7 separate regions of the Mus musculus genome follow, and all the other regions are linked to region 7. The links are chromatin contacts, called in public HiChIP or PLAC-seq and promoter capture Hi-C maps. All regions are on one chromosome and are shown on one strand. Each heading gives the region's core, a stretch centred on a gene start, on an enhancer-like site or on the middle of the called end of the contact. The rest is flanking DNA. Distances are from core to core; before and after follow the strand shown. Region 1 holds the start of Grb14 (growth factor receptor bound protein 14). Region 2 overlaps Gm8541 (predicted gene 8541). Region 3 overlaps Grb14 (growth factor receptor bound protein 14). Region 4 has its middle 140 kb from the start of Grb14. Region 5 overlaps Grb14 (growth factor receptor bound protein 14). Region 6 has its middle 65 kb from the start of Gm8541. Region 7 holds the start of Fign (fidgetin).

The links. Promoter capture Hi-C pulls out the DNA fragments that hold promoters and counts their contacts. HiChIP or PLAC-seq counts read pairs in DNA pulled down with a chosen protein or histone mark.
Region 1: a contact with region 7 is called in a promoter capture Hi-C map of liver, with 4 times the contacts expected there. The contact joins the promoter of Grb14 here to the promoter of Fign in region 7. A contact is called at or near these places in 3 of 39 promoter capture datasets (hippocampal neurons and liver) and 3 of 115 datasets of contacts at active chromatin or transcription factors (embryonic stem cells, hepatocytes and stem cell-derived neural progenitor cells).
Region 2: a contact with region 7 is called in an H3K27ac HiChIP or PLAC-seq map of embryonic stem cells, with 4 times the contacts expected there. The contact joins the enhancer-like site here to the promoter of Fign in region 7. A contact is called at or near these places in 2 of 39 promoter capture datasets (embryonic stem cells and liver) and 6 of 115 datasets of contacts at active chromatin or transcription factors (embryonic hindbrain, embryonic midbrain, embryonic stem cells and 1 more).
Region 3: a promoter capture Hi-C map of liver shows a contact between it and region 7, with 2.6 times the contacts expected there. The contact joins the enhancer-like site here to the promoter of Fign in region 7. A contact is called at or near these places in 2 of 39 promoter capture datasets (both in liver) and 4 of 115 datasets of contacts at active chromatin or transcription factors (the NIH/3T3 cell line, astrocytes, embryonic midbrain and 1 more).
Region 4: an H3K4me3 HiChIP or PLAC-seq map of forebrain shows a contact between it and region 7, with 7 times the contacts expected there. The contact joins the enhancer-like site here to the promoter of Fign in region 7. A contact is called at or near these places in 8 of 39 promoter capture datasets (the 3T3-L1 cell line, cranial neural crest, embryonic stem cells and 4 more) and 12 of 115 datasets of contacts at active chromatin or transcription factors (cardiomyocytes, craniofacial prominence, embryonic basal ganglia and 8 more).
Region 5: a contact with region 7 is called in an H3K27ac HiChIP or PLAC-seq map of neural progenitor cells, with 13 times the contacts expected there. The contact joins the enhancer-like site here to the promoter of Fign in region 7. A contact is called at or near these places in 7 of 39 promoter capture datasets (the 3T3-L1 cell line, frontonasal cranial neural crest, hippocampal neurons and 3 more), 1 of 484 Hi-C or Micro-C datasets (nephron progenitors), 15 of 115 datasets of contacts at active chromatin or transcription factors (astrocytes, cardiomyocytes, craniofacial prominence and 11 more) and 1 of 9 other capture datasets (embryonic stem cells).
Region 6: a contact with region 7 is called in a promoter capture Hi-C map of liver, with 3 times the contacts expected there. The contact joins the enhancer-like site here to the promoter of Fign in region 7. A contact is called at or near these places in 11 of 39 promoter capture datasets (the C10 cell line, cranial neural crest, embryonic stem cells and 5 more), 12 of 484 Hi-C or Micro-C datasets (the N1E-115 cell line, cardiomyocytes, cerebellar granule neurons and 9 more), 15 of 115 datasets of contacts at active chromatin or transcription factors (astrocytes, craniofacial prominence, embryonic basal ganglia and 10 more) and 1 of 9 other capture datasets (embryonic stem cells).

The regions. Positions count from the first base shown.
Region 1 is chr2:65,021,448-65,025,032 of GRCm38.p6, reverse strand. Grb14 (growth factor receptor bound protein 14) reads left to right here and starts at 2,267. Exons shown (of 14, transcript NM_016719.1): 1 at 2,267-2,573. The coding sequence starts at 2,389.
Region 2 is chr2:63,547,020-63,550,580 of GRCm38.p6, reverse strand. It overlaps Gm8541 (predicted gene 8541), which reads left to right. Exons shown (of 6, transcript NR_152174.1): 4 at 2,231-2,294. Among named protein-coding and RNA genes, the nearest start is that of Gm8541, 26 kb to the left of the region's middle. Within about 2 kb of position 1,865, at least 4 of the 459 cell types and tissues checked have an H3K27ac peak or open chromatin away from gene starts, as enhancers often do. A contact at or near this core is called in embryonic stem cells, where this site is marked.
Region 3 is chr2:64,964,305-64,968,049 of GRCm38.p6, reverse strand. All of the region lies in intron 2 of Grb14 (growth factor receptor bound protein 14), which reads left to right. Among named protein-coding and RNA genes, the nearest start is that of Grb14, 57 kb to the left of the region's middle. Within about 2 kb of position 2,354, at least 22 of the 459 cell types and tissues checked have an H3K27ac peak or open chromatin away from gene starts, as enhancers often do. A contact at or near this core is called in liver, where this site is marked.
Region 4 is chr2:64,885,608-64,889,026 of GRCm38.p6, reverse strand. It overlaps the pseudogene Gm13578. Among named protein-coding and RNA genes, the nearest start is that of Grb14, 140 kb to the left of the region's middle. Within about 2 kb of position 1,791, at least 18 of the 459 cell types and tissues checked have an H3K27ac peak or open chromatin away from gene starts, as enhancers often do. A contact at or near this core is called in craniofacial prominence, embryonic basal ganglia and forebrain, where this site is marked.
Region 5 is chr2:64,914,257-64,917,862 of GRCm38.p6, reverse strand. Grb14 (growth factor receptor bound protein 14) reads left to right here. Exons shown (of 14, transcript NM_016719.1): 10 at 548-664; 11 at 756-828; 12 at 947-1,034; 13 at 3,054-3,147. Among named protein-coding and RNA genes, the nearest start is that of Grb14, 110 kb to the left of the region's middle. Within about 2 kb of position 2,257, at least 36 of the 459 cell types and tissues checked have an H3K27ac peak or open chromatin away from gene starts, as enhancers often do. A contact at or near this core is called in neural progenitor cells and oligodendrocyte precursor cells, where this site is marked.
Region 6 is chr2:63,509,051-63,512,378 of GRCm38.p6, reverse strand. No RefSeq gene overlaps it. Among named protein-coding and RNA genes, the nearest start is that of Gm8541, 65 kb to the left of the region's middle. Within about 2 kb of position 1,383, at least 3 of the 459 cell types and tissues checked have an H3K27ac peak or open chromatin away from gene starts, as enhancers often do. A contact at or near this core is called in hepatocytes and liver, where this site is marked.
Region 7 is chr2:64,095,875-64,099,359 of GRCm38.p6, reverse strand. It overlaps Fign (fidgetin), which reads left to right and starts at 1,322. Exons shown (of 4, transcript NM_001267846.1): 1 at 1,322-1,518; 2 at 2,296-2,465.

The DNA of each region.
Region 1 (3,585 bases), core at 1,018-3,517, 920 kb before region 7:
GCATAGTTTTTTTTTCCTTCAAGATATCTATAAACACACACTCTGTTTTTATTCTGCTGGAATAGCTTTAATATATAACAGTGTGTCTTAGTTAGGGTCTTATTGCTGAGAAGAGACACCATGGCCAAGGAAACTTTTTAGAAACGAGAACATTTCATTGGGGCTGGCTTACAGTTTCAAAGCTTCAGTCCATTATCATCATGGCTGGAAGCATGACAGTGCCCAGGCAGACATGGTGCTGGGGAAGGATCTGAAGGAGGACAGAGGGATCTGTCTTCTTGGAGGAAGCCAGGAAGGAACTCTTCTGTGCTGGGCAGAGCTTGAGCACATGGAGACCTCAAAGCCTGTTTACACAGAGACACACTTCCTTCAGCAAGGCCACAACTATTCCAACAAGGCCATACCTCCTAACAGTGCCACTTTCTATGGGCCAAGCATATTCAAACCACCACTCAGTGCTTTGCCATTAAATGCATTTAAAGCCCACATGTATAGTGATAAGCTTTAGCTAAGACCATTAGTATTAGCTTTATCCCCCAGGGAAGCCACTCTTTTGTTCTGGGTTGGCCACTGCCTTTTATAAGGACTCCTGGAAGCCACAGCTTCCACACAGTCATGGACATTCATGCTGTTTTAATTCTTAATTTAGACTTTAGGAAGATGAAGAAGTTGATTATTACCTATTTTGTGACTCAAGTGTTCTCAGTTCGTGGAGTGGTTATAACCAGGAAGCATGCCAATTTTAACCCCAGTTGTCATCAGAGTTTGGGGCTGACATTCTGATAGGGGATATACTCAAGCAGGACAACAAGGATGGCTCACTTTTTCAGGAGGGATGTTTATCTTGCCATGGACAGAAGAAGTGGAGGTTGACTTAGGGAAACAGGTGCCAGGACCAGATGATATCTAAGTTGGTCAGAGAACAAAGAGTGTGTAAACTCTCTGAAAGTCCTCCACGGTGCACAGGATGTAGGATACTTCATGAAAAGCAGGGACAGAAGTCCGGATTTCAGGGTATGGTTGCTGCATCCTGGAAGAACACAATGCCTCTACTGTTTCATTGCCTAGGTTGACATGGAAGCTTATGGGATGAATCCTGAGTGCATCTGTTAACTAAGAGCTAAGCAGGGCCTTGCCCTGGGTTGCTTGGGGACCCTAATATTCTTATGTATAAAATGAGGCAAGTAGTAGATTCATGGAATAGTTAGGAGAGCAAGGCAGAATGTGGAAAATATGAGAAAGATGCTCTCATTAAAAAAAGAAAAGAACTGGGCAGTGGTGGCACAGGCCTTTAATCCCAGCACTTGGGAGGCAGAGGCAGAGGCAGGCAGATTTCTGAGTTCGAGGCCATCCTGGTCTACAGGGTGAGTTCCAGGCCAGACAGGGCTACACAGAGAAACCCTGGTCTCCAAAAACCAAAAAAAAAAAAAAATTAATTAATAACTAAGTAAAAATATAAAAAATAAATAAAAAGAAAAGAAAAGAAAGAAAGAAGGAAAGAAGGAAAGAAGGAAAGAAGGAAAGAAGGAAAGAAGGAAAGAAGGAAAGAAGGAAAGAAAGAAAGAAAGAAAGAAAGAAAGAAAGAAAGAAAGAAAGAAAGAAAGAACGAACACAAGGAAAAAACTCTATTAATAATCCCAGGCACCTTGAGATTCATTCAGGTTTTACTGAGAATTCTCACCAGTTCAAAGGAGTTTTTCTAAGACAGCAACCCTGATTTTTCCTCACTTTACTCCATCTCTTGCCACGGAGGAAAAGGAAAGGGGTGGTGGGGGAGGGAGCGCGGGGTGGGGGGCGGGACTGGAGAATACATTGCCCTAAGATTTCCTCCTGGTTTGCCAGTACTGTGGGTCTGTCTTGATGATCAAGCCACAGCTTAGGTGATCTCCCGTGGCCCTACTGGCACGGAAGGGTCTAAGGACCAGTTCTGCCTGGACCCAGGCAGATTGGAGGTCGGTCCTCCTAGCCCAGAGTGGCACTCGGCCCGCGGGACTTTCAGCCTTGTGCTGGGTCACCCACTTGGGAAAGCGGCGGTGGGACTTAGGGAGCCTGAGGTCGAGGTCCCCACGCTTCAGGAGAGTGACACCAGCGCCCCCGAGTGCCCGGGCTACGCGCAGGGCCCGCCAGGCTGGCGCTCCATCCTCCCCGCCCCCCAGCACCGCTCTTCCCGGTCCCCACCCTCTACGTCCCCACCCTCCTCCTCCGCCCCCGCCCCTCCCCCGCTCCCCGCCCCACCGCGTCCCAGCCGCCCTGGCCGTGAGCGCAGGCGGCCCTGCCACCGCACCTGCAAGGCGCTCGCTGCCTGCAACCGCTCGGCTCTGCTCGCCCCCAGCCCTTCGTAGCTTTCGCCTCGCGGTCGATGACTCCCTAGACCCCTGGCCTACGACCATGACCACGTCCCTGCAAGACGGGCAGAGCGCCGCGGGCCGGGCAGGCGCCCAGGATTCGCCGCTGGCAGTGCAGGTGTGCCGCGTTGCCCAGGGCAAGGGAGACGCCCAGGACCCGGCGCAGGTCCCCGGACTGCACGCGCTGTCCCCCGCCTCCGATGCGACCCTCCGCGGTGCCATAGACAGGTAGGCAGCTTCGTGGTGGTGTCCGGGTCAGCAATCCGCTCTTGGGGTATGGAGGCGGCCCAGGGGTGAGTGTGTGCCCAGAGCCGGACCAAGTTTGGAAAGTGTCTGAAGACAATTCCCTTGGAGCCAGATCCCGCGGGGTCAGGAGGGCACCACGATCTCCAGGTGCCCTGTTATAAATAGCATCACGGGGTGGTGGAGAGCGGTCTGTCTCACCTTTGCCCTTTGGGGTGAACCAGAAGGCTTCACTCCAGACTGACCACATTCAGCTGCTGGGTGGCCCTTTTCCTATTACACTATAGGCTTCAAAAATCCAAGCTTGAATGTGTTCACCTCCCACGTAGATAGAGTCTTCCAAGGACCCGGGAGAGGCAGAGCAGGGGTTGACATTTGAGCCGTCTTTATGTTCCACAGGAAAGGGCAGCGGCTTTCCAAGGTTTCTCATCTCCACAGCAATGAGCATTAAGTGCCTTTGGAGTTGTCATACTTAGGAAAGAAAAAGGCGAGAAGAGCTTAAGAATCCGTGGCTTTTTGCAGTCGCACATCTAAATACCACTCCTGCTTCTTTGTCAGGATTTGCAAAGCGCTCTGACTTCAGTCAAGTTAAAATAACTCCCCAGTGGCCTAGCGTTACATTCCTGCTAACACATTCTATTGACTTACCTTCCCAGAAGGACTGCCTTGGTGTTCTGTATCTATAAGCACTTGAAAAATTAGCAGACTGTGTGTGGGCAACATTGTGAATGAAATTCGAAGTGAGATGAACCACATCTATATTTAATAAATCATAACTTCCAGCAGTGATGAGTAAAAAAAAAATCCTGGGGATGAGTTTACTGGATGTAACTTACAGATTTTGTCAATTTAATAGGAGCCAGGAAATGGCACACTCCCCTGGGTAATGTTTGCATAAATCATGATGTAGCCTGTGTTGGTGTTCAGGAAAGCCCTAAGTACAGGAAATGGAGTGTCAATGCCTCCCAAGGCTTTTCTTCTTCTTCTTTTCTTTTTC
Region 2 (3,561 bases), core at 616-3,115, 550 kb after region 7:
ACTATATAGTGTCACTTATAATATAGTGATGAATCATATTGGCCAGGTAATAAAGCACATAGACTTAGAAAAAAAAAGAAAAGATTAGCTCAAGCCCAAGGAAATTCAATTTATTCTGACTAGAGCTCCTTTCAATCTATTAAAGTTAGAAATTGAAATAGGTAATCCTCAATCAATCATCGACCTAATTTTAGAAGATAGCTATTTTTTTCCACATATGAAGAACAGACTAGTTAATTTTGAGAAAGTGTCTTGTTATATGTGTTTCCTGGTTGATCTCAAGCACATATGGGTTCTACTGATCTTACTGCCTCAGCTCAGCCCCCAAGGACCTGCGGCTATGCCAGTGCACCCAGTGAAACCTTAACAGAATCAGATTATACTTCCCTCTACCCTTCCTTTTCTTTTCTTCTCTTCTTTTCTCTTCTCTTCTCTTCTCTTCTCTTCTCTTCTCTTCTCTTCTCTTCTCTCCTCTCCTCTCCCTCTCCCTCTCTCTTCTTTTCTCTTCTCTTCTCTTCTCTTCTCTTCTCTTCTCTTCTCTTCTCTTCTCTCCTCTCCTCCTCTTTTCTTTTCTTTTCTTTTTTCTACTTGTACAATGAGATCCTTTATTCCAGGCAGGCATAATTATGTGATTTGCTTCCTGGTTACCTTTGGGCCAACCTGTCCTCCTTTTCTATGTGCATTGTGGTTTGCCTGACAGAATGGTTCAGGCATTTTGCTTTCTATTGTCATATTCTCTTGTGTCAAGAATATGGCTCAATCTGACCAATTAGAAAAATCTAGCTTAGTGAGAATCTTGTCCAGAGCCCTGTGAAATAAGGCTTGCTTTTGTTAAAAGAATGGATTAATGTAACAGTTTCATATATAACACACTTTTCCCAACCTGGATAGGACTTGTGTGGACTGCAGTTGTAGCAGCTATGTGTGCTAAAAACAAACAAACAAAAACTTAACAGGTGTAAATCATGCAAAGTTACTAATGTGAAAATATACATGATTCCAGGTTCCTGTCAATGCTATTTATCTTATGAACTCAGGTTGGGGAAGTCTGATTATATATGTACCACTAGTAACCAATGCTAAGGACTGGTTAAGTGTGAACAATGTTCCAATTCAAAGTATCATCACCTTGCCAAACTGCAAAACATTTGGCAAGAGCAACTTAAGGACAGAAAGGTTAATTTCTACTTTGTTTGATGGTGGTGGCTTTTGTGATAGAAAGTTTATTAGCAATAGCATAGGCTTTCTGGTCACATTGTTTCTGATGTAAGCAAGCAGAGAGAAGTGAACACTGGTGTTTAGAGAAATTTTAGCTTTCTATTAAAAAAAATAATCACACTATTTTAAGCTATAAAAGTCAAGGGTATGTATTATACTAGACATTTTATAACATTTTATGACAGTTGACTCGAGCTAACTCATGAGCAAATTCTAAATGTTTACCCTGTAGTTAATTTTGTTTCAATATTATTGATTTATGTATATGAGTGTTTTGTCTACATGTATGTCTGTACATCATAGGCTTGTAATGTCTATGGAGGCAGAAGAGGCTTTTAGATCCTCCAGAATGTGAGTTATAGGTGGTCATGTGCTGCCCTGTGGGTGCTGGAAATCAAGCTCAGGTCCTCTGGAAGAGCAGTCAGTGCTCTTAAGTACTAAATCATTTCCACTAGCCACATCCTACTCTGTCAGAAAGTCCCCTACCTGCCAATGTTCAAGTTAAGAGTAACTTATTCCCTGTTCTTCAGAATACAACATTTTTGCTGATCAAAAGGCTACTTTTCTCCAGACTCTATCTAGTCTACTCCCTTTATTCTCTAATTCAGTCCTCATTCAGTACCTCTGTTAGAAACCTGTTGTGGATAGCTCTGGGGTTAATTATATTTGATGCTAATTCTGTTCTCCTGTGAGGGGTTGAGAACAAGGAATGAGTCAGCACTCAGTTGATTTCTTTCAAATCAGCTTCCCACCTTCATTTGTAAAATAAAGGAGAGCTGATGATTGGGTAGTTAAAGGGAAGGTGGAGCAGAAGGTGGGGAGAGAGAAGAAGGAGAAAATGGAAGAGGAGGAGGAGGAGGAAGAAGAAAAGCAGAGCAGAAGCACATGCCTGGAGAAACCACAAGTTCTAAGGGGTCTCAGAGATGTGGAAGATGGTAGTGTGGCGGTAGATCTGCCCAATCTAGTCACACAGCATGTATTCATATTAACTGTGTTTTGTTTTCATTGCCAGGGCATATTTTGATCGGAGATTTACTGCAACAGAAACCGCTGTTGGAAATGAAGATACAGCTATGGTAAGATAAGATGAAAATCAGTGAATGAATGTGTTAGAAATTCTTTTTTAATTTTCACTGTGAATATGTTTGCTTTTCAGGTAAATATTTTTACATGTAAAAACATTTTTTCTTTCAACTTTACACTTTCATATTTTCTTAGTTACTTTTCTATTGCTCCAAAGAGATAGCATGGCCAAAGCAACTTACAAAAGAAAGCATTTCATTTGGGTCTCAAAGTTTCAGAGGGTATTAGCTTCTGTGACCAGGGTGGGAAGAATATAGCAGCAGACAGGAAGGCATGATTCCGGAGTAGTAGTTGAGGGCTTATATCTGATTTGCAAGCATGAGAGACAGAGACAGACAGAGACAGAGACCAGGGACAAGCTTTTGAAATCTCAAAGTCTACTCCAAGTGGCTTACCCCCTTTAACAAGGCCATACTCCTAACCCTTCTCACATATTTGAGGACCAAACATTCAAATATTTGTGTTTAAGGGGGCATTTTCATTCATATTGAAACACACACACACACACACACACACACACACACACACACCACACACACACAAGTTTTTCCACAATTTTTTGGAAACAAAATTTGATATTACAACATGATTTTTCAGAGACATTTCTACCAAATCAACCACTTCCTTTTCCACCTCTGAAACCCTATTTGTCCTCTTGGCTAATCTCTTATGTTACCACTTGAGAGCAGAGGCGACTGACTGTTTCAGTACACATAAAGAGTCTGGTTCAGCTTGAGTCCCTTCTTCTGGCTAGTCCAGATTGCTGATGCTTTCCTATTGCGACATTTGGATAGGTAGTGTATCTTGTTTCTTTCCATCACCCATTCTCATGACCTATTGACAGTAACTGTAGTGTCTCAGCTGTAACATTGTCTGAGTAACTGTGGCATAAATGATCTATAAATGTAAGATTAAACATTGTGACCTAAAGAAAGTGGATGGAAAATTATTCCACCTATTGAAGACAAAACATGTGGAATTATTGCAAACAAGACTAAGTGTAAGCACAGTCCTCAGAATCTAAGGACCCCTTCTTAAAGCCTGGATGAGTTAGCTACAGAATTCAAACTTAGCAGTAAGTGCATTTTTTTAAAAAACCAAGTTTCAAAAGTTATTTTTGTAGTGTGCCTTCTCCCGTGGATGCTAGTTCCTTACTTCTCTGCCTGCCTCAGCACTTTAGGATCTGAGTAGGGCAAGGCAGAGATTGTCTTCTATTCTGTAAAAGGTAGTCATTAAAAAGGCTTTAGCTTTTCCATTTTT
Region 3 (3,745 bases), core at 1,105-3,604, 870 kb before region 7:
GTCAATGGCTGGCAGGCTGTGTAGTTGTAAGCTAAAGCTCTTGGATACCTGTATGACAGTGGGGCTGAGCCATCTCTAATCAGGACGCGGATAGCAGAGGCATAGTCTATGCAAGCTGAGCATTCTTAATTTAAAAACCGAAAGACGAAATACTCCTAAATTTAAAGATTTTCTGTGAAGCCGTGTGATGTCATGAGGAAAAATAATGTATACCAAAGACACTGAATAGAATTGCCCACAGGCTTTGTGTATAAATGAAACGTAAATGAATTCTGTGTTTACAGAGAGATTCTTTCTTTAGGATAGCTCATTGTGTATGCAATATTCCAGAGAGAGAGGGGGGAGGGAAGGAAATCTGATACACTTTCCACTCAAGCACTTCAAACAAGGGGACTCAGATGGAAATTAGTATTATTTGTGTAAGTGTTGTTTTTTGTGAAAACAGGATACTGACCTACTATTAGTATTTCTCAACATTATTGTTTTTCTTTATTCTTCTTAGAGTTTTATCCCTTAGGGTGAAAAGCCACAGTCCCAGGACTTTTCATTATTTTTATCCAGCTCTAACTTGTGGCTTTTGGCAAGATGGAAGACTTTCTGCCATCCTCATAGACCAGTAGAAATCAAAGGAAGAAAAGAAAAAAAAAATCAAAGGAGCTGTGATCTGCTTAGCACTGAGTCCAGACTCTTTTTAATCTTTGTAAGAACCTCCCAAGGCTGCTGGTCAAACCCATTTTGGGCGAGGAAGATTGGTTGGAGAAAGGCCATCCTCAAAGCTCCTGCTAATAAATGGCAGAGTGCAGGGTTGTAGGCTAGGCCTGTCTTCTCAGAAAGAAAACTTTCGTAGAACAATGGGAGCTCACGTGCTGCATGCCCCAGCTGAGGAATACATACCACATGGCCAAGCTCCTCAAAACAGCCTGGGCACACATACTATACATCCCTGCTCTGCACAGCATTCTGGATAGACACTGTGCAGCCTGCTTTATGGAACATCCTGTGTGTGGCCCTGTTCCACAGTGCAGCCTGGGCACAGACTGCATGGCCTGCTCTACAGAACAGCTGTGTTACTTTCTTCTCTTACCTGTATGCTTCACGTGGAACAATTCTCACCTCTTTTGCCAATCTACTTTTACCCGCTGACTTGGCGTTCCTTGCCGTGTCCTCAGCCTTACTTCTAAGTCAGTGACTAAGCTAACCTGAGAATATACTGGGGCTATAAGGATATCTTAGGACCTACTCACCATAGATGATTTTCCTTTAGAATTCACAATATGATTACTATGCAACATACAACACTGAGTGCTGTTAGCTCTTCATACATTTTAAAGTATGAGAAGTTGAAGATTTAGAAGATGTTCTCCTGAAGTTCCCCACCAGTCTGACCCAGATCAGATTCCAGTATTCTCAGCACTGTAGACACCTGGGCTGTAACTCCATGGGAACAGGCACCGAGCCTCACGTTATTTTGTAAACCACAATGCCTGGTCCATGCCTGGCACACAAGGCTGATTAAAAATAGCTGGAGTGATGGCCAGTCTCAGACTCCTGCTCGGGACTGTCTGAAGGGCTGGCTTTCTTGGCGGCGCCCCAGTCGCCTGAGCCAGAATTTAAAAATAATAATCTCTTGTTGGCAAAGAAAGAAGTAGGGCTTTTGGTAATTTCAGATGCTACTTCCCTCTGAAAATGTAAAGATTTCCACCCTGGTAAAGTATTAAAAATGTTCAGCCTTCAGACAGTCCCCCCCCCCAAAAAAAAGACATTAAAATAGTATTTGGTAATCATAACATTTTCAGAAAGTTACTAAAGCCCCATGACCTGTCCTGTGTCTCTGTACTTTGGAAAATATCGACAGGAGTTTCTGAAATTAAATTAACTCTAGCAGCCAAATTAATTTTTGAAGAGAAATTTTGATATCAGTATTCTAAATCACAGGATCTGAGAAATATTTTCTCTTTCTCTAACACACATGTATATTTATGCCTGTATATATGTTCACAGGATATTTTCTCAATGTTAATATAGAAGCAACTAATCTTAAACGTCCAACTGTTCAGAAATTTAAAAAATCTACTTTGATACAAGATTATAAATATATCAAGAAGGAACTTCATGCAATTAACAGTCTTTTGGTTTCTGTCAGTATACATATTTGCTTTTTTGTTTTACATTTATTTATTTACTATCTATGTGTGTTCGGGGTAGTGTGGACATCTTTGAGGAGGTGAGAGAATAACTTGTGGAAGTCAGTTTCCTTCTTCCTCTCTTTGGCACCCACTGTATGTCCCCACAGGATTCATTTAAAGATGCAGCCTTGGCAGCAAGCTGAGCCATTGCCCCAGACAGAAAAATCTATCTGGGGTCTGTATTAGTACCAACTCAGAATAAAGCCTCCCTCTGCTGGCTGTTTCTATAGTTGCATGCTTTGTAACATTCAGAAAACAATGAAAACGCAAGCAACTCTTTGGCATTCAAAAACTAGGTGCTTTGTGACATACATCTCATTTATATATTCTGGTGTGATGCTTAGCTTGCTAATCTTTTAAAAGAACGTGTCATGAAGCAGTCGCAGCTTAAAGAGGCATGGACACTGGACTAGCAGTGGGGGAGGAGTTCAGACAGTGTCTAGGTGGAGCCAATACAGGTTCCATGGTTCTGCCAGGGAGCAGGTGCCTGAACAAGTCACTTCTTCCCTCGCCTTGGCTTTCTTCTTTCTGAGATTAGGACCTTTGTCAATTGTTCAGCCTGAATTCTGCTAACTTTTATTATCTTATTATTCTGACAACATTGTGTGTGTGTGTGTGTGCTTTGAATAGGAATATGCACGCTATGGGTTTCACACAGATACATGGGAACGTTTAAAGGAAACAGAATTACAGCCTGGATATAAATTGGTTGTCCTCTAGAACTGTCACAGTATGGGAATGTTAGGATTTGGAAAGTTATTTTTTTCAGAGGTGTGACTTAAAGTCTATAGAGTAATACGTAAACATCACAGGGAGACTGTACATAGCATATACCATTGGCTGTTTGGCACTATATATCACATGATAATGTCATTCAACACACCTCTCATTAAACTCCAACAGACCTTTAATGGTAAAATTCATTTGAGTTTCTGAGACATTAAATTATGGGGAAAAAATTTTAAAGATCAATGAAGACAAATAGTTCCTAACAGTGCATGCGTGGGTGGATGCTGTTTGTCTCCATAAGAGTGTTGCAGCTGGATGCACCATGTCTGCATCCTTTTGTCTGTCTCCTCATCTCTACACTCTTTCCCCTCCTCCCCTCTCCTTTTGTCCTTCTTTCTCACTGTGTGAACTGATTTGAACTTTTTCACTTACACATGTATAGTGGTTATTCTGAGAATAAATGGTTACTTAAAAACTGAAAGGAGACATCAGGATAACATTGTGCCCAACCTAAGCTTAACCAGTGGTTTTCTGCCTTAAGTGTGGTTAAGTGTTTGTTAGCATCTGAGAAGGTTTGTATCATGTAAAGAGGAGTTAACCCTACATGACTACATGTATCTTAAAACACTGACTATTCAGAGACAGGTCTTGGATGACGTCATTGGGAAATTAGCAAGGGATTTTTGACTTGACTCTGTATAATGTACATTGGATTCAAATGCACAGAAATGTGTGTGTGTGTGCACGTGTGCACATATGTGCATGTGCACATAAGTATGTGGGGGTAGCTTAGAATGGAAGCTTATACCTATGTGTGTCCACATATGCAC
Region 4 (3,419 bases), core at 542-3,041, 790 kb before region 7:
GCCCCTGGTCCTATGGAGACTCTGATGTCCCAGTGGAATGCTAGGGTGGGCAGGTGGGGGAGCTCCCTCATGGAAGCAGGGGGTGGGGGGATGGGATAGGGAATTTTTAGAGGGGAAACTGGGAAGAAGGTAACATTTGAAATGTAAATAAATAAAATAACCAACCAAAAAAAAGAGAGAGGAAAAAATAATATTCTGAAATGACATCTTGTTTCCCTTTTCCTTTCCCTAAATCTGACCACACCCCTCTTCCCTGTTGTCACATCCTGTCTGATGGTCTGCCTATGCAAATATTTAGCTCCTTCCTTTTAATTTTAAATTTGTGTCTTACTATTACTGAATTTGCTTTGCTAGTATTGCTGAAATTGTTTGTATTACCACAAGAGAGTATATAAGATTTACTCATGTTTGGGCTTAAAAAAAATCTTTTATCGGAAAGGTGATTTGTAAATATTTTCACCCCATCTGTGTATTTTCATTCTTTCTATGGTAGGTATCTTTTGAGCAGAAATTCTTAGCTAGGAGAGGTTTCAATTCAATTTTATCTTTCACGGATCCCTAACTCAATTACAAATGATCTTCCATTTTGTTGGTTTTTTTTGGGGGGGGGTGGTGTCTGATAGGTTTTCATTTTGCCTATAGATTTGTGATCTGTTCTGATTAGGGATATTCAATTGCACTATGAATTGCTATGTTATGAAATCCTATTTTGTTTGCTTTTTCTGAATTTCCTTTGCATCTGACCCCCTAGTTCTACTTCTCATTCATGGGCAGATCTATTTCTAGAGTTTTCTCCAGTCTGTTTTGTTATTGGATCTGCTTATTTTTAAAACCAGGTCTAACTTGAAATAAAACATTATTTTTGAGGCAATCTGTTGAGCTCTGCTCCATCATCTCTTCCCAACTCTTCATGTGGCTCAACCAGAGAATTCAGTATGACATTGTCTTTTCACTGGTTAGACAAATGAAATTAGTCAATGATTGCAACTACATTATAGGATCTTTCTACCTTTTCCTAGTTCTGAGTTTTCACTTTCCCCGGTTTGTATTTGTTCTGAGAGGTATGTGAGTGCATCACGAAGGTCCCTTTATGAACTGTTCTTCGCTGAGTGCAAAGCTACATAGATCAGTACACTCTATCATCAGGAAGTGGTAGGGAAAACAGGCTACCAGCAAAGAAACCAAACACTAATCAATGCTCTCCAAAGGAATCTTGCTAATAAGTGTGTCAATTTTCAAATGATGCCCAGTTTTTCTCTCTCCTTTGCTGGATACACAGAGGGAAATGTTCACTTTTGCCTCAGACATGACATCAGGGGTTCTCAAAAGCGGCAGCAGGTCACAAATCCCAGGGCAAGATCCAGTTGAGCCTGCTTGAGAGCCGAGCTTTCTCAGGCAGGATTCTACTCGTAAATCCCAGCTGTCAAACTGATTGACAGAGACAGCTCCGACAAGGAAAGAACTAGCCTAAGGGAGGAGTCCAGAGAGAGTGTGCTTTGCAAACTAGAAGGCTGGAAAGTGGTTATCAGCCCTTTAATAGGTCTAAGCTGATTGGCGAGCTCCTTGTTGGTTCTAATGAGGCTATTTTTATACTGATAACTATATTATTCCCAGCAATTGTCATGGTTACACAGACAAAAGGAGATGAGGAATGGTAAACTTTCTGAATAAAGGAGATGGCACGAATTGGAATCATTTAATCCCTTATTCTAACAACAAAAGCAAGCCCTGTCTGTGCTTAGCTAACAAACTCTGGTTTGTGCCTGGGCTCTACCCCTCTGCTGACATCAGTCTCCTCATCTTTACAAATGAAAGCATAGACAAAGTCAATGCTCTCCTAGGTCTCCTTTATGTTGAAGCTTCCATGATTCTGTGATTGTTCAATCTATTTCTTAATCTTGAAGATTTTCCATCTACTTTATGTGAAAAGGGAACAAAGACAGCTGTACTCGGAAATTCTGAAATCCTGTACTATTGAGTTGCAAGCTTGATTTCAAGACAGGCAAAGAGGATGATGTTTAAGCTGAAGAGATTAGTATTAATTTGGATTTTTAATTGGTGTTTTGAGGGAGATGGTCTACCCTGTTGTTGGGTCCCCCAGTGGCTCTGCCCCCAACACTAGCAAGTGAAGGCAGGCATATCCTAAGAGCTCGCTGACCAGCCAGCCACTTAGAAATAGCAAACTTCTATTTCAGTGAGGGATCCTATATCAAAGCAGTAAAGTGGCAAGCCATACAGGAAGTCACTCAATGCACATCGCTGCCATCTAACCATAAGCATTCATATCTTCACATTCACATACATGCCCCACATACATGTAACACACATCCCCCAAATGAAACAACATCAAGAAATAAAACTCTTAAGTCTCAGGGAACTAAAATGCATATCCTAAAAGCTTTTGATCTGGATTTTGAATTTTCGGGAATCTGGTAATCCATACCTGAGCCACTTCCTTTCCACCAGAGATGGCAGGAGACTTCATCAGTCTGCCCATGCAAGTCATTGAGGAAGTTTTCCAGAGGACCTTTGGCATCTGTGCAAGTGTCTCTCACCATTTGTGGACCTGTGTGGCTTTTCAATGTTCCCACACTTGTCCCAGCATCTGACAGCCGAGTGACTGGCACATCACTCAGAAGTGATGGAATTACTCTGAAAGGAAAGGGAAGGACAGTTTAGTAGTAGAAACTGCATTATTTGGGGGAATATTCCTTAGAGAAATTTGGGGTTGAGTCAGCCTTAGTAGATACAACCTGGACAAGTGGGCCGAATGCAAACCAGCGGTTAGAACTGAGTAGAAGATCTGTAGGCAACAGATGAGCAAAGCATTAAGGCAAAGATAGTGTTTTATTTTTTTAAAGAGGTTCAGGCACTTGCCTATTTTATGCCATGTTTGACAATGGGGCGATGGGGTAGGAGTAGATCGTTTAAGCTGGTTCAAAGCCCTTTTGCGTTTACACTGCTTGAACAATCTCTCTGTGTTTCATTACTTGCCAGTAAGTTATCTCTTTGTTTCTGAGTTCCAGTTTTATGAATTCTATTGTACTGACGAGAGCGCAGAGAAACCATGTAATGACAGAGAGAAGCACTCACTGGGGGAAAGAAAAAAAAACACTTTGAAGCTGTAGGGCACCCAGGCTGCATCTGGGCACAATGCCAGCTCCTCTGCAGCTGAAAAACTTGCCACAGAAACAGCTGGCGATAGCTACAACTCACCTGCAATAAAGGCAACGGATACAGGACCACTCAGCACTGTAATCAATGATTTAATAATTGTGTCAATGAAACAGATTATTCAATTGGCTCAGGGGCATGGGAGTCTCCTCTGTTGTAATGTACAGGCTTCAGAATAGTCTATCCTTTCCCACTAGACCCTTGGGTTTCCCTCCAGTACTTTTATTTTAAGACCCTCTGGTAAC
Region 5 (3,606 bases), core at 1,008-3,507, 820 kb before region 7:
TCTATAGAGCTAGCTTTCCTGAATCCACTAATATCTTGAGCTTAGTCCCTAGGTGACTAGAACCCGAGAAAGCGTCCCATGTATTTTGCATCCTCCATCAATAGAGCCTATCCTTATGCTTCCTCTTTAGGCCCTTACCCTGAGCACTGTTGGTCAGTCAAAGAATTGATTCTTATTGTACAGGTCTCGGGTGCTTTGCTACTTTGCACAGGAGTTTCCACGTAGCTAAGCCTAAAGCTTTGTTGTGATGAGTGTCATGTGGAAATCTGTTTGCAAAGTTTAACTGCGAGTAAAATGTGTAAGAGGAAATAAAACCAACTAGGTCTGATTCTGGCAGTTTGCCCCAGTGCCTGCTAAAGTGGTGCTAACTAGAGTTTCATTCTTCACCTAGTGTGGATCTTTTCCCTGCCAACCATGACACTTACAGGGACCCTGGCAGCATCCCAGTCCAGAATGGATGCATATGGCCAAGTTCAAAGCTGAAGTTTAGTGATGAAGTGTATATTGATAGTTCAAATGTTTATTTTCGGTTGTTTCTATTTTTCAGAGAAGCGTATCAGAGAATTCCCTAGTAGCAATGGACTTCTCAGGTGAGAAGAGCAGAGTCATAGACAACCCCACTGAAGCGCTTTCGGTTGCTGTTGAGGAAGGCCTCGCGTGGAGGGTACCAGCAGCTTCATTTATCTCAAATGTTCATGGTTTGAGTCATTTTATCCGAGAAGTTGAGTTTTACTTTTGTTCCTTTTCTTGCTCAGAAAAAAGGCTGTTTACGCCTGGGGAATCACGGAAGCCCCAGTGCCCCCTCCCAGAGCTCTGCTGTGAACATGGGTATGTTTGCTCTCTGTCAGATTGATGTTCCTTTAGATACGGTCACATGGGATGGGACAGGGATTGCATGCAGTGAAATCAGGATCACGACAGACAAACCTTTGTCTTCTTCCCCCAGCTCTCCATCGGTCCCAACCATGGTTTCACCACAGAATTTCCAGAGATGAGGCTCAGCGGCTGATCATTCGGCAGGGGCCTGTGGATGGGTAAGTCTGAGTGGTCATGTTTGGATTTTTTTCTATGTATGCATGATAATTATTTAACACATGCTATGAAATTATGACTGTGCCTTGTCACAAAGCAGAAGAACTTTTGTTACATAAGCGTGGTTGTCACTGCATTCTATTGGTGTTTAATATTTGTGCACAAATGTCCAAATAACAGGATACTTTATCCTTGACCAGTTAGCATTAATATTCACTTTATTTGTGTGGATTCTATCATCTCAGACTCTAATGTATGAGTGGGGGTAGCCTAGTCTGATTGAGATGTCAACATTTTGGTTTGCACATACAATAGATATGCTCCCAAATGTATTTCATAGCATGATGTTGTCCTGAATTGGTTTTCTTGGATATGATGCAAATACCTTAGTTGAAAAGCTTTTTCCTATATATTTTGAATTCTTGCCTGGTTTATTTTTCTCTTAATATCTGTATTGCCATTTTGTTAAAATAGTAATAGCTATAAAATTACTTGTTGGTGATATCTCTCATTGTTTTTATTGTGTATTATGGAGTATAAGAGAGGAGGATAGAATGACTTATGGAGCAGTTAAATCAGAAGGCTTTTCCATTTTATTGAGTATATTTCATCCACTCTGTATAATTCTAGCCAGATTTTTTTCTTAACTGCAGAGCAAATGAGGGGATTGTGTTGATGTTTAAAGAGGGGAGAAAGCAGGATCCATTTAAACAATGGTGATGGGATCTTGTATCTGCAAAGATTGCCTTAAGGTGTTGACAACATTGAGCTGTTTAATGCTGATGTTACGATAAAGATGCACATTTGCTCATTTCACTAGACTCTAAGAAGAGCTGTGACTATGACTCTCTACATGAAGCACACCTTTTGTGGTTATAAATTTAACAAACTGTAGTCTCACAGAGACCAAGAGAAAAAAGTATTTACATAATAGAGGATTACAATTTCCTTAATTTCAGAGTCCAGTATTTATAGAAATAAAGAAAGTAATCGAAGAAAGAATAACATACTAGTATGGTTTTTAAAAAAAATGTTCCCCCTTTTTATTTCTTTGGATAGACGTGATGGTGCCAAGTAGCCCACTAGGTGGTAGTGCTGATCTTCTTGGGAAGGGAAGAGAATTGTAGCTTTCTTTACCACTGAAATGCCCTTTTGTCCTGTCCTCCAGTGATGTAATCTCTGAGCCTCACACAGAACGCATGAAATGGATGCTTTGCTCAGACATTGGCTGCCTCTTTGCCCAGGCACAGTGAGATTAGTATTGGAGTCAGCATAGGGACATTTACACAGTGTGCTTGCCAATAATTAATACAAAACGGGTTTTGCGCAGCACTGCCAGTAAATACGAATCCCTGCCTGGTAGAATTTTTTCCTAGGCCATTAGGCCACATCTTGCTTGTCTAGCCTGACATTATAAAGGTTTTCTGCTGGACTCTTCAAGGTTAAAGTGCATGTTGTTCGGGTATTTCTTTTACTTAAAACATTGTTACCTAAACATTTCACAAACAATTTCAAGATTAATTTGTTAGAATATATTCATTTCTTACTAATGAGTCTAATAGTGGTAAAAACAAGAGGATCCACTGCAGAAGAAGGGAAAACCCTATTTAATTCCAAATAATTTCCTCCTTTCCGGGGCCTGTCATGCCCTGTCAGTCAAAATAGCAATGTCCATTCTTTGTGATGGATGGTTATGAGAGAGTGCCTAGTTTCTCAGTGAGCAAAGGACATGACAGTAATTATTGATGCCACTTTACCATTATATTGGCAGTTGTGAGCACACAACCTCACCAAAGGTTTGTGTATTTACCCTGCTATATCCATTAGTATAATGATAGTTTTACAGCATAAGTTTATTACCTGTTGTTTGCCAAGTTGGAGAGTCTTACCCACTGACCACCTGGTAAAGGAGGCCCCGGCTATAGCATTTATAGTATGCTTCCCTGCATTTCTACACCAAAGTATTTCTATGAAAGCTGAGTGTACAGAGAAACATAATGAAATGCCTTTTCTTTCTTTAGAGTTTTCTTGGTACGGGATAGTCAGAGTAACCCCAGAACTTTTGTACTGTCAATGAGTCATGGACAAAAGATAAAACACTATCAAATTATACCCGTAAGTAATTGTGACTTCAGGTTCTTGTAATGGAGATGCTCTGAATGCATTTGCTTTGGGAGCCTTGGGTTTCCTTTTGTGCCTTTTATTCAATATAATTTGGGTGCTTTGACTGAAGTTAAGTTTGGCAGAAATGGTTTTATGAGCCTGAATTAATATAAGGAATACAGGAATTGTAAAAAAAATTAAATTTCCCCCTTTTCCACAAAATGTGATTTAGCGATATTGTATAGACCTCATGCCACCTATTGTTAAAAGGCCACTAAGAAGTCCTTCCATGAATGTCACTAACAAATTTTTTAAAAAGCAGTGCTTGAAAATCACCTTTGCCTCCGTCCTCCTCTCAAAAATCCATGCTTTTGTTGATGTTTCCTGCTAACTTCATTTTAACCAGATGAAATCACAGGCGCTGTTTCTCTTGCATTGCTGCTGCATGCCTGTGCGTGTGTGTGTGTGTGT
Region 6 (3,328 bases), core at 134-2,633, 590 kb after region 7:
GATGCCTTTTCCTGCCCATATCTCAGGGACCTGATGGCTTTCTAAAATCAATTTCTAGGTCTCGGTACTACTCTCCATTCCAAGTTTTTGAAAATAAGCAGCTTTTCTATCCACAGCTCTATGTAAAAATAGGAATGACATGTACTTCCAAATCAAGTTCCATATTCATTTATGCTTTTTATAAATAAATTATTTCATTTTATATAGTTCAGAATAATTAATATGCATAAGGGTGACATTAACACAGTAAAGGTACAGAGAGACAATGAGACAGTCAAGAATAACTGTATTTACTTTGTAAGCTAACAGAAATCCTGTATCTTAGAGAAATGAATCATTTTCATACCTACTACAATTTTAATGCCTAAATAGCATGTGAAATAATTAAATTAGTAAATGAAAAGGCAGGTAACTTAATCACTGTAGAGCATTTGCTAATAAAAATAATGGTGTTAATAGCTACCATTAATTTGGTAGCTTCCATGTTCAAGGTCCAAGCACATTACATATATTACTGGTAATTCTCATTAAAACATGGTAAGGTGGATAATTTACCATTATTTCATTAAAAGAACCTAGAGCCCAGAGAAATTTGATCAGTTGCCCAAGAGTTTATAGAAATTAAGCCTGGAGTTAAACCTACTTTTTCTGATTATGTTCTATAGTTTTCCCATACTTCCTTCCACCCCCAAAATTACAACTATATTTTATGAAAAACGTCTTCCTTGGTAGAACCTTTAAAATCTAGTTAATATGATAGATCATTGCTTTGGCATTTCTTTGCTGGTAGAGATTAGTTGTCCTCAAAATAGTATCAAATGCATTTCATTTATTTCTTCACTCAACTAGTACTGCCTCTCTGCTCTGAGCAATATGCTGTTATAGCCATAGTGGGGATATCAATTAGGAAGTGAGCAGAATCCAAGAGCCTAATAATAAAACACTGAACATCATTACAGTTGTTGTAAAGAACATCATAAAAATGAGTAAACAAAGGAAAACCAAACAGGGATTTAAGGAGAGAGGTCGGAGGACACATGACTGAATTCAGTGTTCTGACTTCTGGTATATCACTAAAATGTATGTACTATAATAGAATGAACTACACTTACCTAGTGCATCACGGGCTCTGCTGCCTTTCCTCTTCTCTCCAAGCAGAAGCCCATACAGCATTACCACTGCAGCACCCGAGAGCATTTTGAGTGTACTACTTTGCCATTAGGAAGTCCACAAGAGAGAACTTCTCTGTTCTAGTTTTCACAATGATATGTGCCATGGCTGGACTGCCTAGTGTTCACTAGGTATAAATATGTAGGGAAGTAATTCGGAAAGGAGAGATGAAGGGGGGAAAACAGAAGACAAGAACAGAGAAGGGCACTCTACTCTCACAATGACTCATGCTTTGTAAGGGAATTCTGGAGAGTCAGATGGTCCATTTGTTTTTCTAAACACGTGTAACTGAAAGATAATTTATTGAACCATATTGCCACATTCAGAAAGTAAATAGCATTTTTTCCACAAATTAAACAAGACAAGATGATAATTTCTTCTAATTTATATTACTAGAAATTTGTTCGTCAAGCCCAGTGGTCAAAATTGTCTTGGGACGTGGGGTTGGATTAGTTAGCTGCTGGGAAGTGCACAAGGTCATTGACTTTGGACTTACAGGAAGTCACAGGCCTCTTCTTCCTGGTTTCTTTCAGTTTCTACTCTCCAGAGCAAACACCCAAGCTGTGTTTTCTGCAACTTGGTTTCTCAACATTTTCCAGTAAACAAGGGTGCAGATGAACCTCTGGTCAATTATGAACCGCTTTTAATTGTATAAAACATTTCAACCTAGAGAGAAAATAAGTACGTAAGATCTCTTCTTACCTAAAGATAGTCTGGATCATGAAGAGTGATAAAACCTTATGCTTTGATTCCTCAGAGTAAGGCAAAAAACAAAAACAAAAACAAACAAAAAAAACAAAACAAAACAAAAAATACCAACAACAACCACCCAAACAAGAGCAAACCTAACGTGTGTGTTCATGGGTATACACGTATTCTTGACTACCTGTCATAGAGTCACCCTTGGTGCATGGGTTTGCGTGATTGAGTCTTTCTAGCTGCAGATTTCCATTTTCCTCCTGTTTGTCTCTTCCCATATACATAGCATTATGACTGGCCCACTTCATCCTTGCTTTCTTTGGGAGTGGTCTTGGTCTCTAAGACATCACTTCCACAATCTCCTTGGATTCAGAGAACAGTTCATTAGGGCTGATCTCTTTCAGTCCCCTTTCTTTCTTCCCTTTCTGCACCTTGGGCTCTGGGCCTTTTTATTCCTCAGGTCTGCTATAGGTTAAGTCTAAGCACTTACATTCCCTTGCTTTTAACTCAGCCAGCACTGGCATCTGTATTCAGTCACCCTCCCTGTGAATAAATAAATTCAGATACCAGCCTCCAAAATCTCAGGTCTGGCTGGACAAACAGCTTGAGATGCAGCTCCTGTCACAGTTTCCTCTCACCTTGGAACAAAAAATCTCAATGGCACTGAGATGCAGCTGATTGTATCTTTAGTTCCCCGGTGTATAGGTTTGCCAGACTCTTAGAGGGCTACCATGTACCCTACAAACAATTAGCATTCAATAAAAGGCAAGTTATGCATCCAAGGGGCAAATTAAGGCAGAAAAAAAGTCTATGTCTGTGCATGGGGCAGCTAGGGGCTTCTGCAAGGAAGTTTGTGCTCTTTAAATGTTTTAGTCTGTCAGGAGACAGCTATAGTCTAGCCAGTTTGCGTTGCCTGGTAAGCAATTTGCATTGTTGAAAATTTTTGGTTATCCCTCTAAATATCCATGCTTATTACAGCAAATAAATAATTTTGCATAAAATAGGCTCCTTTGAAATTTCCCCAACATCACAGTTCTGTAAAAGCAAATAGAGCTGGCACTTGGGCACATTTCCTTTCATTTTCTTACAAGAGGCTTAAATAGAGTTAAGCTATTTATCTTCTAAGTTCACAGGCCATGAACACCCTGTAAATGTAAGTCTCTCCGTTAATAAGGTGGTCAGCTTTACACTTGTTTATCTGTTTTTGAATATAATATTTTATTCATTCTTTGAGAATATCACACAATTTATTTTTATTATTTGCACACTTCAACTCCTCTTCCGAAAGCCTGCTACATCCCTCTTTTATATTTGTACATTGTCTCACCTTCACATCCTCTTCACTTTGTGTTTTGTTCTCTTAATTAAATTGTATTGTTTATTGTTGTGCATATGGGTGTTTTGCCTGTGCACTGCATGGATTCAGTAGCCACCAAGACCAGAAGAGGTCATCAGATCC
Region 7 (3,485 bases), core at 73-2,572:
CTCTCATTACAATTCCTTAAGAACTTTGCCGGGCACATTATCTCGTAGACATCATGATCAAATGTTATTGTTTGCTTTATTATCTCAGTTGGATGGTTGGCTAGTCTAGGATGAAATAGGTTGAAGGCAATCCTCTCAGCCCAGAAGTCTGAATGAGGTTCCCATTCAAATGATCCTGATTGTTTGGGGGTGGGGCGGGGTGATTAGTAAACCAACTGAGCTTACACTGCATAGTAAGCGTCTGGATGCAGCACATTTACATCTAACAAGAGACCCCAGAAAACGTGTGTGTGTTTCTTAAACCTTATGTTGCGAACAAAAGGCTATCTCAGCCACAGACAATCAGCACGGCACTGCTCCCTGGGATGCGAGCCACACACTCAACTGCACATTTCATTCTTCCTCAGCTCCCAGCACCACAAAGCCCCGACTCTCTTCCTTCTCCTGGGTCCCCAGATTGCTCCATAGCGGGGGGCTGGGAAAGCTGAAGCCCCAGGTCTCTGCCTGCGCACCAACAGCCCTCACCGTGGGCCCCCGGGCGCTGCTCTCCCCTGCCCGAGCCGCCTGGGGGAGGTAGGGAGGGGAGCCGGGGGAGCTTGAGAGGGGACCGCACACCTAGATACTTAGGGTTTTTATTTATTCCCGGGGAGGTGGAGGCGGTGAAGTGGGTTCAAGCTGATCTGCCTCCCCAACTTGCCTCTCCCTAGCAGATAAAGTCATTTTCGGACTGGTGCGGGGAGCCTCGGGGATAGGGGACGTCCCGGCTCCACGTCCCGGTCCCCGTCCCGTGCGCGCAGCAGCAGGGAGGGCTGGCCAGGCTACGGTGGTGACCGGAGGACCGGGGAGGGGCCCTCAGGGACGCGCGATCGCGCGTGGACAGCGGGGCTCGCTTCCCCCGGGGGCGTCGCTCCCCGCGCGCGGGCTGGGCCGGGCTCCGCGTCCCCGCGCGCCGGCATGACCTCGGGGCCCCCTCCGGGCCGCGGGAGCGCAGCTGTGAGGCTGGGCGGCCGCCGAGGCCCGGGCCGTGTAACATGACCCGGCGGCCGGCCATTGCGCCCTCCCTGTCCGCCCGCGGCCGGGCGCCGCTCGCCGCCTCCCGCCTCCGCTCCCCCTGCAGTCCCGGCCCGCGCCGCCGCTCCCTCCCGGGGCTCCCGGCCCGCCGCGCTCCAACGCCCGCCTCTCGCCACTGCCTCCCGACGCCCGGCCGCGCGGCCGCCTGCGTCTCTTTCTCCCTCTCTCCTTTGAAAACTGATCTTTGGCTCTTAGTGTGAAAGTGATTTGAATTTGGCTCGGCGGCGCTCTGCGCCTGCGCTCAGCCTCTGGCATGCTGGCTCCTTCCAAGCAGCTGTTTTGGGTTTGAAATTCCAACATGGCAGAGGCTGCAGTCCGTCTTCCCTTCAAAAACTTGGAATGATTTCAAATCATAGGCACCTTCACTTAACCCTAGCTTCCATTCATCAGCAAACACATCGGATCGATGCTACGCTAACCTATCGGGAGCTCGCTCTGCGCGTCCAGGTAAGGAGAGCTTCGTAGTTTTTTACCATCTGTTTAAATTTTTTGTTTTTGTTTTATTTTTAAAGAATATAGATAGATCCAAGACCTGTAGTGAGAAGAGGTCTCAGAGTTGTGCCGTAAACAGTAAATTTAATTTGCATTCGTTTCTATTTTGTACGCCAACCTGCTGTCTAATTTCTCTGTACAAAGTAGCCCTGAAACATTATGATGCATATTTCTGCAGCTTAATCGTTATAACAATAGTATGGGATTAAGAGTTCGTGACTGCAAGAATCTCGCTTTTCGCGATATTGGGCTTACTCACTACTATCTTTTTACCTCAAAAAATAAAAAAAATAAAATAAGAAAGCGGAGCCATAGGGTGGGGCTAGACTTTCTTCGGGAACTAACTTCTAAGTAAATAAGAAGTGTAAATAAGAATCTTGCACACACACAAAAAGTTGAGGTTAAATTACAATCTCGTGGCTGGGGGATCGAGAAAAATGTCAGAGGATCGGTTGCAGAAAACTGTAAGCACATCATGCGGGAGGGGGTACAGCGTGGTGGGCGTATTGTTGGCAAGGAACGGGAGAGAAAGATGTATAATTTAATGGTATATACAATCCACTGATCCTATTACCGTCCTCCCCGGAGCTCTTGTTAGTTTCAATGGGAGTGAGTGAAATTGACATGGACTTGTATTCCCGGTCATGTGCTTTTTTTCCTTTCTTTCTTCTCCTGTGATCTGAGATCCCCTTTTTGTTGATGTTGCTTTCCCCCTTAATTATATGCATGTAGGTTAAATGAATACCTGACGAAAGGGCCCACGTTTCAAGGCAGTGACATTTGATAGCTGAGAGGAAAAGTGGCTTTAATGAAAAGCAACCTTTGGAATTCCTGCTTGTGAGAAATCCAATTCAGCTTTTTGTGCTACCAGCAAGAAATGATCAGTAGCACCAGTGTTTATGGTATGTCAGTTTTGGAATTTACTTCCTTTGCATTTAAATAGGGAAGACAAATTAAATAGCATGATAAAAACCATTGGAGGCTGCTTGGGAACCAGATGCTCATGATGTCCAATTCTTTTTAAACATGTCTATGTCTGTTTATTTTAATCTGTCACTGTGCTTTTTTTTTTTTTTTTGTATTTGCTTTCACTTCTTTATGCATTTCAGTTTTTATTAATATGTTATTTGCGGACACTTTCATTGGCTTTAGCTCTAATCTTGAAGTTGCATGTTTCTATTAATGCTCTCAACAGGGGTGAAGTCAAATGGTATGTAAATTAGTTAAACTCGGGGTGGGATTTTTGTTGTTGTTGTTGTTTTGGGGTGGGGGTTAGGTGGATGGAGAGGGTGGGAGTGTGGGGCAAAGACTGCTAAGTAATGAAAGTGTTTATACATATATCCATATATATGTACACACACAGGACTGGATGGAATTTTCTTTTTCTCCCAACCCCAACCTTTTAATGGAATTTGACTGTTTGCTCCCTTGATTGCACTTTATGGAGTATTCGGTTCTTCTGTGTGGATTTTCCGCCGTTTGGGTGAGTGGGTGATGGCGTATCTTTTACATGAAAGTAAGATATATATGTGTATAATTTTTATCACTCCAGTTTTAACATCTTGTAAGAAAGACTGGTAGTTTTCTTTTTTTCTTTTTTCTTTTCCCCCTTGCCATTCACTTGTCTGCCTGTCAGAGCTTTTTACTTTTAACCTGTGATAGAATTAAATAATCAGGAACTGAAAATGACTTTATTTGTAATCACTCTTTCCTCTTTCTCTCTTTTTCTTTCTTTCTTTTTTTTTTTAAAGTCAGTTAAATGGAGTGAGAGGGGTTTTCAATAGCTCTAGTGGCTGTGCTATTGGTACACTTTGTGATATTCAATTAAGTCTAAGAGGGGACAACAAGAAGAAGATGGGAAAGTATTTTGCATGACCAAAGAATATGTGCACTTTAAACTGGTTCTTGTTGTTGGTACACTT